Regions from separate parts of the Mus musculus genome. Here regions 1 and 2 are each linked to region 3. A link is a contact called in public HiChIP or PLAC-seq and Micro-C data. All regions are on one chromosome and are shown on one strand. The core of a region is the stretch at or near the end of the contact, and the rest is flanking DNA. Distances in the headings are between cores, read along the strand shown.

The links. Hi-C and Micro-C count contacts between places; a contact is called where the count stands out from the background. HiChIP or PLAC-seq counts read pairs in DNA pulled down with a chosen protein or histone mark.
Region 1: a Micro-C map of embryonic stem cells shows a contact between it and region 3, with 2.4 times the contacts expected there. The contact joins the promoter of Xkr8 here to the promoter of Sesn2 in region 3. A contact is called at or near these places in 2 of 39 promoter capture datasets (the HPC-7 cell line and neural stem cells), 1 of 484 Hi-C or Micro-C datasets (embryonic stem cells), 8 of 115 datasets of contacts at active chromatin or transcription factors (CD8 T cells, bone marrow-derived macrophages, embryonic stem cells and 3 more) and 2 of 9 other capture datasets (adipose tissue and pancreatic islet).
Region 2: a contact with region 3 is called in an H3K4me3 HiChIP or PLAC-seq map of bone marrow-derived macrophages, with 2.5 times the contacts expected there. The contact joins the enhancer-like site here to the promoter of Sesn2 in region 3. A contact is called at or near these places in 2 of 39 promoter capture datasets (the C10 cell line and the HPC-7 cell line), 1 of 15 datasets of contacts at CTCF or cohesin (CD8 T cells), 1 of 484 Hi-C or Micro-C datasets (bone marrow-derived macrophages), 1 of 115 datasets of contacts at active chromatin or transcription factors (bone marrow-derived macrophages) and 3 of 9 other capture datasets (adipose tissue, liver and pancreatic islet).

The regions. Positions count from the first base shown.
Region 1 is chr4:132,731,113-132,734,336 of GRCm38.p6, forward strand. Xkr8 (X-linked Kx blood group related 8) reads right to left here and starts at 1,434. Exons shown (of 3, transcript NM_201368.1): 1 at 1,061-1,434. The coding sequence starts at 1,353. Smpdl3b (sphingomyelin phosphodiesterase, acid-like 3B) reads right to left here. Exons shown (of 8, transcript NM_133888.2): 8 at 1,854-2,647. The coding sequence ends at 2,282.
Region 2 is chr4:132,688,488-132,691,537 of GRCm38.p6, forward strand. Eya3 (EYA transcriptional coactivator and phosphatase 3) reads left to right here. Exons shown (of 17, transcript NM_210071.2): 7 at 1,218-1,303. Among named protein-coding and RNA genes, the nearest start is that of Xkr8, 43 kb to the right of the region's middle. Within about 2 kb of position 1,359, at least 3 of the 459 cell types and tissues checked have an H3K27ac peak or open chromatin away from gene starts, as enhancers often do. A contact at or near this core is called in bone marrow-derived macrophages, where this site is marked.
Region 3 is chr4:132,508,715-132,511,921 of GRCm38.p6, forward strand. It overlaps Sesn2 (sestrin 2), which reads right to left and starts at 1,742. Exons shown (of 10, transcript NM_144907.1): 1 at 1,350-1,742. The coding sequence starts at 1,439.

The DNA.
Region 1 (3,224 bases), core at 184-2,683, 220 kb after region 3:
TTCTGTGACGTCGTCCATCTCCTACAGCTGAGTGCACAGAGGCAGACTTCAATCCTAGCTTGTCACTTAAAAGCTACGGAACCTGGAGCAAGCCACCTAACTAACCTCATGGAACTTGCTTCCTCGTCCGTAAAGTGGGGCAAACTCAACTTCTACTCTTGCTGGTCAGGTACGATCCCAGGCGCATCACAACCCTGTCCTACCTACTCACAAGAGCCCCATTTCAGAGATGGGAGATGGAATTAAGAAGTAAACAGGAGGGGCCTGAGAGAGGGCTTAGCTGTTAATCGCATCCACTGCTCTTGTGGAGGACCAGAGTTTGGCTCCCAGCACCACATGAGGTGCCTCGCCTGTAACTCCAAGGGATCCAACACCTTCTTCTCTTGGGGCCTGCCTGTAATAACTCTCCTTCGCAGTCATCTGAGCTGTACTCAAGATGATACAATTGTTCAGGCAAAATGCAAACATTCAAGAGGTCCCTCCCCGCAAGCTGGAGACTATATACAGCTTTCCCAAGATCTGAGACTTCCACAAGATTCCGGATCCGGCCACCCTAGCCCAGCCTCACCCACACCATGAAGCCCTGCCTTCATCACAAGATTCTGAGCCCTTGATTTCGCTTTCTCCTATCTAACAACCCAAGGGACTAGTCACAGTTTGGGGGCGGGGGAGAGGCGGGGAAGAAAAAGTTCTCAGGCCAGCACTTGCGCCAGGGATTGTCTGTCTCACTGTCCTCACTTTAGACTGACCCTGGGTCCTTCCCAGTTGAGAAAAGCACACACCATCCACATATATTTTCCAAGAACCAGTCTATGTCTACTCCTGGCTGACTCCGGGGACACGGATGAGTCAAGCCGGACCCTCTTCAGTCCTTGACGGGGAAGCAAACGTTCGCAGAAGACAGAAATGAACAAGAAAGGTGAGGGGCATCTCTGACTCCAAGACCCTGATGTTCCCTTCCTCTGTTCCTGGCCCTGTGTTTTCATCTCCGCCCAAGGAAAGAAGACTGAACTGGTTCTGATGGCTGTCAACCCACTTTTTCAAAGGGCCGGGCACTCACCTATACAGGTAGCCGAGCTGCAGCAGGTGCAGCAGAGCCAGGAAAGGACGCGAGAGCTGCGAATGGTGCAGCTCGGTGGGATCAGCTGTCAGCCAGAGCCAGCTGAAGAGCTGCAGCAGCACCGAAGCTTGGCCCAGCAGGACCAGTACCAGCGCGGCCCACAGATAACGGCCAAGGAGCACGTACTGGACAACGGCCCACAGGTCAGCGACCAGATCCAGCAGGAAAGACAAGATACTCACCAGGCCTACGACCACGTCTAAGGCCACATGGTGGTGCACGGACAGAGGCATGATCCTCTCCAAGCAACCACACAACCGCGGACCTGCCCTCCCGCCCCGCTAGTCCGGCAGGAAGGGGGCGGGGCAGTCGTCCGGGAGGCTGGGCTGCTGGGCGGAACTTCCCCATCTCGCCCCGTCCGGGGTGGAGCGAGCCCGCGGCCCCGCCCCTACACTGGCCCCACCGCCCAGACCCCGCCCCCAGCCTGCCCTGTGCAGAGCTAGGCCTCTACTGGTTTGGATTCTGCTTTTTGTTTTGTTTTTCTTTTTTGTTTGTTTTTTGTTTTTGTTTTGCGAGACAGGGTTTCTCTGAATAGCCCTGGCTGTCCTGAAACTCACTCTGTAGACCAGGCTGGCCTCGAACTCAGAAATCCGCCTGCCTCTGCCTCCCAAGTGCTGGGATTCCACCACCCCCGGCTTGAATTCTGCTTTTGAGTCTCAAGGAAACAAGAGTGGCTATTAAGAAAGACTAGAGCCTTAGAGTTACCGGCCGCAGCTGTGATCCCTCACGGTTGCACTGTTGCAAAACCAAATCAAAAAAGTCTTTTATTTAAAAGTACTAAGGGGTTTTGCACACCACGTACGTTCCCAGTTCAGACCTTGAGCAGGGACTACATCGAAAGCACAGAATCTCCAAGGCCCATCTTCCCGTCGGCTCACTTCACTGTGGTGATCAAGTTCATGGTGGTTTGATATGTTTGTATTAAAGCGAATAATGCACCAAGACATGTACCGCAAACAAGTTTTGTGGATAAAACATGAAACTTGGAAGAAATTGTGCTTCTTAGCGCCCTCTCTGGTGAATCCAGGTGTCCCATCCCACTTTACTCTCCGCGGGGGGAGACTGATGGCAAAAGTTCATCTCTCTCCATTGGGTAACGTTGCCCAATTTTACCAGGAGAAAGATGAACCAAGTCAGTGGGTGGGCTGGCAGTGCCTACAGTCATAACACCTCCAGTACGTGCAGGCTTGGCAGCAGAGTCAGTATGAGCAGGAAACCAGGCACCAGCTTGGCACCAAGACCATGCAAGCAGGTAGCATAAGTGTTGAAAGCCACGTGTTGTATAGCACAAACGTGCTCGATGCGGCAGCTGTCCTCACAGGTCAAATGGTTGTAGCTGACCGAGTTATAGACGTAATAACGTTGCAGGATGTGAGGCTCACTGGCAATGCGGGTCAGCGCCGTGTGCATGGAGCTGACGCTGGCATCCGGCACCTGGTAGGCCTCCGTCAGGCGGTACTCCTGCTCCCACCGTGGGGTCTCTTGTACATTCGCCTGCCTCAGGTTCAAGAAGTAAGTCACCAAGTCCTGGATTAGAGGCGCAGGGTATGTCAGCAACGAGCAGTTGATTCGTTCTGCCCACAACCCAACTTCTCCCCAGGCGCTCTAAATCGATCAAACAGCCGCTGTTTGTTACCCTGAGCTTGGTTCCAATGAGGTGACTGCATCTGAACCCCCATTTTCCTGGTGAAGACATGGAGGCCTTAAAGAGGTCGTTATGGTTTGAATCTGAAGTGCCCCCCCGCCCCCCCTCCCTTCATTTTGAATGTTTGTTTCCCAACCACTGTAGCATTTTTAGGTAGTGGATTCCAGCTGGCAAAAGGAAACCTTTGAACCTGGTTCTGGATCCTGCCCAGTGGCGATATGAGGGGCTCCTGATACATTGCCACAGTGCTTCGGCACCATTAACTGCCAGGCCTTCACAGGTTGGTATAGCAATCACAGCATTGCAAAAGTAATGTTGCCTTCTCGGGGTCTGCGAGCTTTCAGGGGCAGGGCGGGATTAGGACGCAGAATGTTCACCTCACTACGGGTATGAGTTTCCTGTTCTGCCAAACTGGTAGGCACCACGCGCTCTTCACAGACGCTCTAATGCTCAGGAAAT
Region 2 (3,050 bases), core at 109-2,608, 180 kb after region 3:
GTGGGTGGCTGCAGCAGGAACCGTGTTTCCCTGCTTGTCGTGAGAGAGAAGAGTTCAGAACTGATGCCTGGCAACACTGACTACTACCCTGTCACCTGAGCAAAGCCATGTGCTATTTCCTAATCACTGAAGTTTGAGCTTAGAACCTGATAGATTCTGTTTTTACAAAAATATGTAAAATTTAAAGACATTCTAAGTAGTTATTTGATAGAATACATTTTTACCTGACCAGATGAGATTTTTTAATCTTCTGAGTCTTTGAGGGTTTATTGATAAAGTTTCTAAATAACAAATCATAGTGGTGTTAAAATTTTTTATTACATTTGTGTGTGTGTGTACGAACACCGCAATACACGTGTGAAGGTCAGAGGACAGCTCGAAGTCAGAGCTCTCCTTCCACTATGTGGACCCCAGGCCTCTCTGCCTCAGGTTCTCAGGTTAGCACCAGGCAGCATTACCTGCTAAGCCATCCTGCTGGTCCTCATAGTGCTTTCTGACCCACACTAATAACCCATTATTTGAATATAGCCGTTGTAAGCATTTTAGAGGTGGGGGAGTTAGCTTTATTTCTCAATGTAAGTATGTCCCTCAGCAGAGACATAATTCGGGGCAAATGGCCATAAACAATACCACAACATCGGACTCACCAGAGCTCTACAGACTGTCACGTCACGTGCAGGGGAGTCATTCTTCAGCTTCTAGAAAAGACTAGGATGATTTGACTTAGTGCTGACTTCACTGGTGTGGTGCGTCAGTGTGAGCTGTGATGCATCCGTCTAGGACTTCCCATAGACTCAAATTGAAGCAAATCCTCCAGGGTTTTGTTTGTAATCAAGCCCCACTGTGGTATTGCATGCAAAACAAGTGTTTGCTTTTTTAAAAAGTTGTTAATGGATTTTATGTATATGGTGTTTTGTTTCTTCTATGTCTGTGTATCATATGTATGCCTGGTACCACAGAGGCCAGAAGGAGGGCCTGGAGTTACATGCAGTTTTGAGTCATCATATGGGTGCTAGAACTTGAACCCAGGTTTTCTGGAAGAGCAGCCAGTACTCTTTAACAACTGAGCCATCTCTCCAGCTTCCAGCATTTGCCTCTTTACCCAGTATTCTTTGTCTCCTTGCCAATATGTTCAGTTAAAACGGGTTGTTTTCCATATCTTTAAGCCGTTTACATCTAATTACATTTAATATCTCTTAATCCTCTCAATCCTGTAGCTTCAAGCACAAATGCCAGCCTGATACCCACTTCATCTGCAATTGCCAATATTCCAGCAGCAGCTGTGGCCAGCATCTCAAACCAGGTACTGTGCCCCTTTGTTCATCTTCCTTGAGATGATTCACCCAACTTTCACTTCCTCTCTTCTTTCCATGGTCAGCTTGCCCATCAGGGGAACGACTAGGAATGGTGTAGACTCTTGAGCCCTGTTGCTGGATGCCCTCAGAACTCTGGCTGCTCTCCTGTTTCTCTGTTCCTTGCTAATCCTCCCAGGAGTATGGTTCTGTCTGAGGCATTATCTGTTAACCCCAGCCTTCCCCAATGCTCTCACTAGTGTGTGCACTCCAAAAAGGACCAGGATTTATTTTTCTATTTTTGATCAGTTTTATATTCCCAGAGCCTAACACCTCCCTGGCACTCACTCAGAAGGAACTCAGAACTATTGTGGCATGAGTAAATACTACCTCCACTCACCTGCTTACTATTGTTTGTAGTTTGGTTTGTTTTTCTTTCCATGTTTTTTGAAAGAGGATTTCTTTGTGTAGTCCTGGCAGTCCTGGAACTTGCTTTGTAGACCAGGCTGACTTTGAACTCAGAGAGGTTTTCATGCCTCTGTCTCCCAATTTCTAGGGTTAAAGGTGTACACCACTATCACCATGCCCGCTGTGATTTATTTGATCACTGTTATATGTGTGCTTAAAGATCACTATCAAGTCTTCAGTGTTTTAGAGTTTGTTTTGCTTTTAACACGCTCAGACTTTGTCTACAGCAACTTCTTTGACTGCTGTTGTCTCCATGGGCTGTGATTTCTGGCTACAGTTAATGTCCTCCTTGACTTCCTGTGCCTCACTGTCTCTCTGGTGCTGTGTTTATTCTTTAAGTCCACACGTACCTTGGGGCTCATAGGGGGCTGTTCTGTTTTGGGTGGGAGAGTTTTTTTTTTTTTTTTTTTTTGAAGCAGGACCTCACTCTGTACTCCTGGCTTCCTGGGATACGCCACAGACCAGGCTGCTCTCAACTTACATTCATCCTCCTGCCTGACTCCTGAGCTGAGTTCATGTGCGTTCACAGTGGCCCAGTGTTTCTCTTACGTTCCCAGCTGTATGCCGTGCAGCCCCATATAGGATCTCTCCTTTCACAGCCCTTGTTTTGATCTTCGAAGGATAGTGTCTTTAGTTTTTCACATTATAACTTACTCCTGAAGCAGGTGTCTTAGTCAGGGTTTCTATTCCTGCACAAACATCATGACCAAGATGCAAGTTGGGGAGGAAAGGGTTTATTCGGCTTACACTTCCATGCTGCTGTTTATCACCAAAGGAAGTCAGGACTGGAACTCAAACAGGTCAGGAAGCAGGAGCTGATACAGAGGCCATGGAGGGATGTTCTTTACTGGCTTGCTCAGCCTGCTCTCTTATAGAACCAAGACTACCAGCCCAGAGATGGTCCCACCCACAAGAGGCCTTTCCCCCTTGATCACTAATTGAGAAAATGCCTTACAGTTGGATCTCATGGAGGCATTTCCTCAACTGAAGCTCCTTTCTCTGTGATAACTCCAGCTGTGTCAAGTTGACACAAAACTAACCAGTACAGTTGACCCCTTGTCAACTTGACACACAAACACATCACTAGTAAGCCTCAACCCTTACATTCTTATTCATCCCCAAGATCTAAATAACTTTAAAAGTCCCACAGTCTTTACATATTCTTAAAATTTCAATTTCTTTAAAATATCCATCTCTTTTAAAATCCAAAGTCTTTTTACAATTAAAAGTCTCTTAACTGTGGGCTCCACTAAAACAGTTTCTTCCTTCAAGAGGGAAAATATCAGGGCA
Region 3 (3,207 bases), core at 492-2,991:
GACTGCAATCAAAAGCGATCGCTCAGCTGAGATAACCCATCCAGGGAGAAAGTGAAGGGTGGGACTGGAATCCAGCCCTCACCTCCCTCAGTGCTCTGGGGCGCTCACTAACAAAAACAACATTGTTCACAAGGCAGACAAAAGTTATCAGCAAAGAGGCTGAGGCGAGGTGTCCTTTCTGCATACAGATTCCTAAACCATATGAAGAAGCAACAGACTGATGGCTGCCTCCAACGACCCCCCCCCCCCAAGACATTTCCTCAGACATGGGCTGGTTTTAAGATCATACACCTTGGGACTACCACTGTACCTATTTCCAGCCCCGGCAATAGACCTTCCACACTGCTCTAGGCTTAGAAAATCAAAAAGGATCAGTATCTTCTGCAGTGCCAAGCATTCTCCAAAATCCTAGTCACACACAGTCCAGAGAATGAGGGCTAGGCCTCTCTCTGTCCCTTTCGGGCCTCAATTTTCTCATTCTGTAAAATGGGGTTAAAATACGTTTTGTATTTGCTGTCTTTGTCAGACAAAACCTATATCCTGGCATCTAGTAGGTGCTCCATACACGACATAGACTATGTCCACTATCGAGACTGCTGGGAGGGAGACGGGGGCTTTATACTGGCATTATACCTTGTCTCCCTGTGAAGTCTCTCTACGCTCTGAGGAGACAGCAAAACAAACTTTGAGGACCCCAGAACAATTTAATAGGAAGCAATCTATCAAGGGACCAAGGGTTATCCGCTTTCTCCCCTAGCTCTCTCAGGCTGCCGCCGCCGAGGATCAGGCCGCCAGCCAGACCCATAAAGCACTCGGACCAGTCTCCAGATCGGGGGTGCAGGTAAGGACTGAAAAAGGGAATCGACCTTCCCTGGTCAGTCCCAGGTGGTTTACTCCCTTCGCTGAGCGACAGGACCAGAAACCGATCCTAGAAAGAGCTCCCAGCCCGCCTGCCCCCACCGAGAGGAAGGGATTCTGCGGAAGGGGGCGGGGAGGAGGAGTGGTCGGGTCTCTCCGGCCGGGATTTGCCTGGACTTGAAGACGCTCGCTTTAGCAGAGAACAAACCCAAAGAGCCACGAGAAGGCGTCCCCTCTCATTGGCCAGGAGTCCGAAGGAGCCAGGGAGGGCTCCGCATCCCCCTCCCTCCCAGGGTGGTAGTGGGGAGGGTAAAGAGAGAGAGGGCAGTGGGGAGGGGAAGGGAGAGCGGAGGCTGCAGTTGATGCAACCCTAGCCCTAGCTTACGTGCTCTCAGACCCTAAGCCCGGGGGGAGCGCACCAGACTTAGACCGGGTCTGCCCGAAGCTCGGCGGTGGCTGGAGGAGAGCGGGTTCGCCCGGCTGTTGCTTACCTCTCGGGTCTCGGGGCCGGCCACACCACCCCTGGTGAACGGCAGGTAGCCCTTGATCTCGGAATGGCACTCGGAGTCCGCTACGATCATGGTGTACGCCAGGACCCGGCCGCGGCTCGTCCGCGCCTGGGACACCCGAGGGGTCTAGGTCGGGCGCGCACAGGAGGCCGGGACTAGGGGTCGCCGGGGAAGCTCGAGATCCCCGGGCTGTCTCTCGGGATTAGGAGAACCGGCGCTACGGCGATAGACACTCCTTTCAGCCCAGCTTGGAAAACTGCGGCCGGCCTCGGAGGCCTGAGATTGGCCGCGGCGCAGAGGTTTTCACGGCCCGGAGTGCCTCGGAAGTCCGCAGTGGCCAGCGCTGCTCGGGAAGCCGGCGCTCCTCACCATCCCCACCACGGAACTGCCAGCGCTCGCCCGGCTCTGTCAGCCCGCTGCGGTCCCTGGGGGAGGGCGGGGACACAAAAGTCCCACGGCGCAGCCAATCAGATGCCTGTTTCTCGGGGAGGCGGAGCCGACACCTCCCTCCGGAGCCAACCTTCCGTCCAATCAGCATCGACAAGCGCCTGGGAACTCTGGGAGCTGTAGTTGGCCTCGCACAGATGCTGCAAACTTTTGCATGAAGGCGTTAGTCAGGTCTCTGGCAATACCAGATGAGAGTGACAGCCCAAGGAGTCATTAGGGCTGCGTGATGAAACGGGACTTCACGGGGCTGGGCCAGACAGCCAGGTGTGAAATCCCTTCTGAGTAAGTTCTTCAGCTTTCCAGTTCCTGGAGGGACTGGTTAGGTCTGCAGAGAGTTCTAACCACACACATCCAGTTCTTCTAATTATAGATCAAAACCCACAAATTTGAAGCCAAGAGCCACCACCCTGTCCCCTCAGGCCCTGAGGGATCTGCACCTTCAGAAACACTAAACCAAGGAAATCACCTTATTTGTGGAGTCTCTGGAAAAGCCCTCACTGAAATACCCTTGACAATCTCAAATTTAATCTCAATCCTCATTGCTACAATTTCCCCTCTTCTGTCCTGCCTTGGGTGCCTTCACACCGCCTTCCACCCTCCAGGCACTCATGGAAACTTTGTAACTTAGGTGTTTGGCTTGATCTATTTCTCACTTCTCCCTCTGGCCACTCCTCTCTGACTCCTCTTTTTCCATCCACTCCCTAAACGTGGGTGCTCTCCTAGTTTCTGTTTTTAGCCCTCTTTTTCTCTAGACATTCACTCTCATGACTTCCCTACACTCACCTCTTCCATCCAGATCTCAGCACTTTACCCTTGATTCACCCATTCACTTCTACTCATCTCCTTCGCGGTTTTTCTTCAGGCCTCTCCCGTTTCAAGTTTCTCTTTATTCTGGTTAAGGAGTCCTAGACAGAGCTGGAGCTGATTAATCCTCTCAGTTCCTGCCTGAAATAGTCTTGAGTTTAGGCTTATGATACCAAAGGTGATCTCCTGACTTGGTCTAATGCCTTCTGTAGGGAAGGGAGTTCACCTGCATGCTCCTTAGAGCCCTAAACTCGGGCTGGACCTTTCTCTCTGTGTTTTAATACTTTCCATACTGTAACTTGTGTTGTCATATTCTGTGTATTTGTCTTATCTGAAAGTTTTTATTATAAACTTGTTGAGGGCAGTGTCTACATTTAGACTTTTTTTTTTTCTTTCTACCTTATGCCACCTGGCACAACGTGCTTCTAATAATATACCCTTGGCCACTGAATATCCCTTTGGGTTAATTCTTTTCTAAACAACTCTATATCAGATTCAGCTTTCTCCTTAAAAACATAGACTCAGCCGGGCATGGTGGCACACGCCTTTAGTCCCAGCACTTGGGAGGCAGAGGCAGGTGGATTTCTGA